Regions from separate parts of the Sus scrofa genome. Here region 1 is linked to region 2. Evidence: chromatin contacts called from public Hi-C data. All regions are on one chromosome and are shown on one strand. Each heading gives the region's core, a stretch centred on a gene start, on an enhancer-like site or on the middle of the called end of the contact. The rest is flanking DNA. Distances are from core to core; before and after follow the strand shown.

Region 1 (3,117 bases), core at 206-2,705, 74 kb before region 2:
GCCCACATAGGGGAAGCTTACTGACCCAGGCTTTCATACAGGGGTGCGCTGTTTAAAACATAAGCACTCTAATGCTTTCCATCACACTCAGTTGGCTTTTAAGAGCCTACTGCTTGGGTTTGCAACTAGCAAAGTACAAGAGGAAACCATCGAGGGGTGGGCAGAGTCGTTGCCTTGGGTTTGTCCTGGGGTGTCCCCAAAGCCCACAGCACGTCCCTGGTGGAGGTTGGCCAGCAATGGGAAAAAGGCCAGCTGGGCCAAAGGGGGTGCAGAAAGGGACATGGGTTGGCCCGGCAAGGTCAGAATTGAGAAATTTCTAAGTACTTGGTTAGTTCGTCAGACAGTGCTGCCCCCTCTAGGGCAAGGGCATAGGTGCTTCCTACTAGGCCACTTTTGTGGCAAGAACCTTACTCCTTAGAGATTTGTAGGAGCGTGGTTTCATTTTTTCCATCCCCTGTACCCAAACCTGTCCCTTGATTTTTCAGTGTGTAAAATGAGACTGCCTCTAAGTGTATCACTAGCCTGCTGCTGGCCACCTTCTGCTCCTTCGTCTGGAAGGCTGAGATGAGGCAGACCTTGGATTGGCCCTCACAGAAAGGTGACCAGATTACTGATGATTGGGGTTTTGAGGACTGGGTGGATCCATGAAGTCCATTTTCCTCTTCCATTACTGTAGTACCTGTACCAGGTGTCCACAGGCTGAGAGGGGCCTGCCTTGGGTACCAAGGAGGCTGCTTGGTTTGTCCTCCTCTGGGAGCTCATTGTCCTGAGGTGGGACGCTGTCCAAGGTGGCCTGCCAGAGCTGAGGATTCCAAGCCACCATGCTTTGATTACTCCTGGGATCTCGTCTTACTCATCAGGTGCTTGGATTAAAAGGGTTGGTACTGCTTTTGAGATTGCATTTAAGACATTACAGAACATTTCTTTGCTCATATCTCACAGTGCCCTTGAGGTGGGTGGTAGTCGGCCCCCTTTTATGGAGAAATTCCTACTACATGAGCTCGTGAAGATTAAGGGACCTTCTCAAGTCAGAGTTAAAAACTGGCAGAGCTGGTCTTCTTCCCCCACCCACTTGAAGCACAACTAATAAGGAAAAAATTCAGAAGAGTAAAAAGATAAACATCAGTCTTTCTATTAGGTGAGGTATTGCAAGGGAGGCACTTAGCACAGTGACAGATCATACTTAAGGACTCAATAGTAGCTCCATAATTTTTTTTTTTTTTTTTTCTCTTTAAGACGCTTGACTATGTCACCCTTTCTATACAGGAGCTGTGGGCATAGCAGTTTGTCCTTTGAGCGGGAGGCCCTTCTGCCAAGCCTGAGGAAAGGAGTATGCGGGCAGTGGCAGCCTAAGAAAACCCAACTCCTGGCTGGGAGGAGAGAGGCCGCTAACGTTCTCTGTTGGCTGCAGCTAAGCTTGCAGTTGATCTGGAATGTTCTCTTCTATTCCAGGTCTTCCCAGTCCCACCCCCTGACTAGTATCAACACTGTCATGTCCCTCTGAGGTGGCAGCTCTTTGGAGATCCTAGACTGGCGGAGAGCCAGAGTCCAAGGGGACTTTGGAAGCCATCTGGTCACTTTTCATTTTGCAGAAAACTGGCTGTTAACCAAAGTCTCTCAGGTGGCAGCAAGGTAATCAGGATGCCTATGCTAGCTCTCTCCTCCTTCTGCCCTTTTCCCTCAGGGGTGGAGAAATGGGAGGCCCTTCAAATGGTTGATGCTACAGGAGTGGAGATAAGAGCATTAGGCCTGGCAGCACGCACCCCAGGTGACCCACTGTAGTTGCTGTCACTCCTGGTCCTCCAGACGTAAGCCTTCAGCTTTCTTCCCTCTCTCGAGCTGGGTCAGCTATTGACATACCTCGAGCCCTGAAAAGGCCAGGGAAAGCCTCAAATGGAGGAGAATATTGCTCCTAAAAGCAGTTCCCCTCTTCCCCAGTGATGGTCTCTTCAAGACGGAGCGTAGACATGGTTCTAGGAGAGGTGAGGAGCGCTAAGCAAACATCCAGGACTTAGTACCTAAAAGGTTCAGCAGTAGGCTTGAGATGAGGTGGAATAATCTGTCTGTAGCCTTAGTCAGTTACTCAGAAGTATCTATAAACTTCCAAGTAATAGCTAACAAGTCTTAAGTATTTCCTATGTACTTTTCCAAGCACTTTACAAGTATCAACTCATTTAATCTTTAGACTCCCAGTAGGTTAGAAACTCTATTCCCATTTACAGAAATCCCCAATCATGGAGATAGGAGTTGTAGAGCCGAGACTCTGGAGCCCAGGCTCTTACTTACTTGTGCCGCCACCCTGCTGCTGGTGGTGAAGTAGGGTCATCCAGGCTGACCTTGGGGAAGTAGCAGCCTAGTGCCCTTTGTACAGAGTCACCCATTCCATAGCTCTCACTTCTGATGATGCATTTTCTTCTTCCTGGGCCTTGCCTTAAGCTTTCTGGAAGAGCCCAGGCCTACGGGTTGCAGGTCTTACCTGGGGTGAGGACAGGGTGGTCTCTGAAGGGAAAGTGCCATTGAACTCACCACCACCTATGTCGCCTCTCAGGTCCGTCAGTAGTTTCATCGGCCAGATGCTTGGCATTTTCACCTCTTCACTATCCACAGTGCGTAGGGTGGGCTAAATAGTTAATTTTGTCCTTTTTGAGGAGGGGGCTGCACCCACTGCATATGGAGATTCCCAGGCTAGGGGTCTAATCAGAGCTGTTGCTGCCGGCCTACCCCACAGCCACAGCAACACCAGATCTGAGCCTCATCTGGAGCCTACACTGCAGCTCACAGCAACCCAGGATTCTTAACCCACTGAGTGAGCCGCAACCTCATGGTTCCTAGTCGGATTCATTTCCGCTGCGCCACAATGGAAACTCCTAAGTAGTTGTTGAGATGAAGACTGTTTGCCAGTTGTTAACAAACTGGAATTATAAAGACATTTGTGGTAATTTATGACAGGCTTTTCTTGAGCCTGTTTACTGTTTGAGGATCCTGAATACAGCATCCCACATAGTCGAGATTAACCAGTTACAGGTGGAGTTAAGATTAAGGCTTTATGGAGTTCCCGTTGTGGTGCAGTGGTTAACGAATCCGACTAGGAACCATGAGGTGGCGGGTTCGATCCCT
Region 2 (2,813 bases), core at 231-2,730:
AATGCTAGCCACAGGGGATCCAAAGATGAATAGACCTACTTCTTGGCTCTGTTTAGTAGCATAATAGTATAACTTTGATTTTTCTAAGGGAGAAAGTATGTAGGAGGAGAATATGAAGTAACATTTATGTTACGATATTCATTCAAGACAATGAAATGCATGTAGAAAAGAGTTAAACTCCAAGACAAAAATGACTCTCATTTACCTCTGGAATTAAAAAATGTCTCTGGACAGTTTTATCAGTGCTCCCTTCGCAGCTTTTGCAGTGGGTACTTAAAGACTCTTTTTGAGTTAACTGCCCCACTTGACTGCATGCTCATGAGGCTGAAAGCCTGCCTGTTTTATTTACTGTGAGATCCACAGCACCAAACACAAGCCTGGTTTGTAGCAGATACTCAGGAAGTTTTTGCTAAATAAATGAAAGAGGAAAAGAAGACTTGCTTTTTGCCCTCAGAATGTGTCCAGCACTGGCTCTTGAACATTTAAGCACCTGTCCCTGCACTACTTTCTAAAGTCAGAAGCTAATGAGCAGAACATTTGCTTTACTAAATTGAACTGAATCTTCATATCCCAACCAGAGAAATGTAGTTGGAATTGCATATGAAACTGAAGCAGCCTACAAGTCTGTCTTGTCTTGCTTGCCTCAGCCTCTCAGGACCTGTATGAGCACCCTGAAAACCACGGGTCCGTTGCTCACCCCATCTATGCACACTGCATTCCCCTCACACAGTGACCTCTGTGGGTGTCTCAGAGGTGTACCACACTTACTTAGAGGTAAGTCTAGCACCGAAGAGCTGTTGATAAATCCCTCTATGTTGCATCAAAACAGCTTTGGTATGGTTGTCCATCTCCTAGCCCACACATCTATCTTGGGTCCTTGCAATTTTAAGTCTTATAATTAGCCCCATCCCTTCCAGGTGACCCCAGCAAATTAGAGAGGAGAAGCAATTCAACCACAGTTGCATCCTGGCAGTCTCTTCCAGTTCAGATTTTCAAGTTCTGACTTGGGACTTTTTAAGCCAAACCCAGTCCATTTGACAGAATTACCTGTCAAATGCTAGAAAAACAAGACTACAGAGGAGGTAGATGGTGCGCACACAGGCAGAGGACATTAGTGAGCTATGAAGGGAACTCTGTGTACTAACGTAACATCCCAGGACATTGTTCAGAGGCACATGTCACCAGTACTGTAAGTGGAGAAGACGGAAAGGTGGTAGAGGGAAGAAGGGTGAACTTTAAATGAACTTGGACACATCCTGACCTTGGTGACCAGCTTCTCTGCGTGGCTTCCCAGCTTGCACTCACCTCTGCAGTGGACTGTTTCCCAGCACCTCCGAGGTACCGCTTTCTCTTCCTCCAGCCCCTGTGTGAGGTGCTGCCCTGTTGCTGAGCTGCTGCTGCCTCACCCTGTTAATACACGGGTGTGCTGGGATCCTGGCCAAGGTGATCATGTTACAGCAGCCAACTGGCTCTGGCCAGGCACGTGACAAGAGAAAAAAATTGGGTCTGTTTTGACTGGAAACAAAAACACCTTTTTGCCAAAGGACATCTCCTGAAAGCCAAGAGGAAATGTGAAATCTAAACCAGCACTGGAAAAAGCGCATCGGCTGAACTCTGGGCTTTTTTCCTTCTTTTCAAAAAACTTTCTTCATCTTCCTCAACTTAAAATGTTGCTGTCCTGTAGGAGGCACTTTTGATAAGAGACGTGGGTATCAGATAATGTTGAAGAGTGGAAAGTGGGCAGTTCAAGTGGATAGAAAGGTTCCATGGACTGGAGGACCTCATTTCCTCATTTTTGATTCTTTTGCTGCTGAGGGCAGCCAAGGGAGTAGCATCAGCTACTATGGTTGAGTCTAGATGCAGGAAAGTAATACCCAGAGAGGTTAAGTTTATACTTCGAAACAGGGGAAATTAGAATACAGGATGACGCATGATGTGAAATTGTGATAACTTTGGGAAAGAACTGAATTTTTAAACTTTCTAAGAATTATTGCTATTTTTAGAGGTTGAATTATTTTAAAAATATTTTATTGAAATATAGTTGATTTACAAGATGTGTTAATTGCTGCTATACAGCAAAGTGTTTCAGTTATACACACATACACACATAACTTTTCATATTCTTTTTCATTATGGTTTATCACAATATACTGAATATAATTCCTTATGCTACATGGTAGGACCTTGTTGTTTATCCATCCTTTACATATACTAGTTTGCCTCCGATAATCCCAAACTCCCAATCCTTATCTCCCTCCTGGCAACCAGAAATCTGTTTGTCATATCTGTGAGTCTGTTTCTGTTTTGTAAATATGTTAATTTGTGTTGTGTTTTATTTTTATTTATTTTTTATGGCTGCACCTGTGTCATATGGAAGCTCCTGGGCTAGAGGTCAAATTGCAGCTGCAGCTGCAGACCTATGTCACAGCCACGGCAACGCCAGAACCATGCTGCATCTATGACCTATACCACGGCTTGCAGCAACCCCAGATCCTTAACCCACTGAGCGAGGCCAGGGATGGAACGGCGACTATGTTGGGTTCTTAACCTGCTGAGCCATAATGGAAACTCCTATATTGTATTTTAGATTCCACAGTTCATTCTTTTTTATGGCTAATATTCCATTGTGTGTGTGTGTGTGTGTGTATACACACACCACATCTTTGTCCACTCATCTGTTGATGGACATTGAGGTTGTTTCCATGTCTTGGCCATTGTAAACAGTGCTGCTGTGGACATAGGGGTGCATGTATCTTTTTGAATTATAGTTTTATCTGGATATATGCCTACCCGGGGGTGGGACTGCTAGATCA

What was found. Hi-C and Micro-C count contacts between places; a contact is called where the count stands out from the background.
Region 1: a Hi-C map of liver shows a contact between it and region 2, with 13 times the contacts expected there. The contact joins the enhancer-like site here to the promoter of FAXDC2 in region 2. A contact is called at or near these places in 2 of 5 promoter capture datasets (fetal liver and liver), 7 of 47 Hi-C or Micro-C datasets (embryonic fibroblasts, heart right ventricle, liver and 4 more) and 1 of 2 datasets of contacts at active chromatin or transcription factors (alveolar macrophages).

The regions. Positions count from the first base shown.
Region 1 is chr16:68,431,744-68,434,860 of Sscrofa11.1, reverse strand. All of the region lies in intron 1 of LARP1 (la-related protein 1), which reads left to right. Among named protein-coding and RNA genes, the nearest start is that of LARP1, 18 kb to the left of the region's middle. Within about 2 kb of position 1,455, at least 6 of the 83 cell types and tissues checked have an H3K27ac peak or open chromatin away from gene starts, as enhancers often do. A contact at or near this core is called in alveolar macrophages, fetal liver and liver, where this site is marked.
Region 2 is chr16:68,357,910-68,360,722 of Sscrofa11.1, reverse strand. FAXDC2 (fatty acid hydroxylase domain-containing protein 2) reads right to left here and starts at 1,480. Exons shown (of 8, transcript XM_021076711.1): 1 at 1,306-1,480.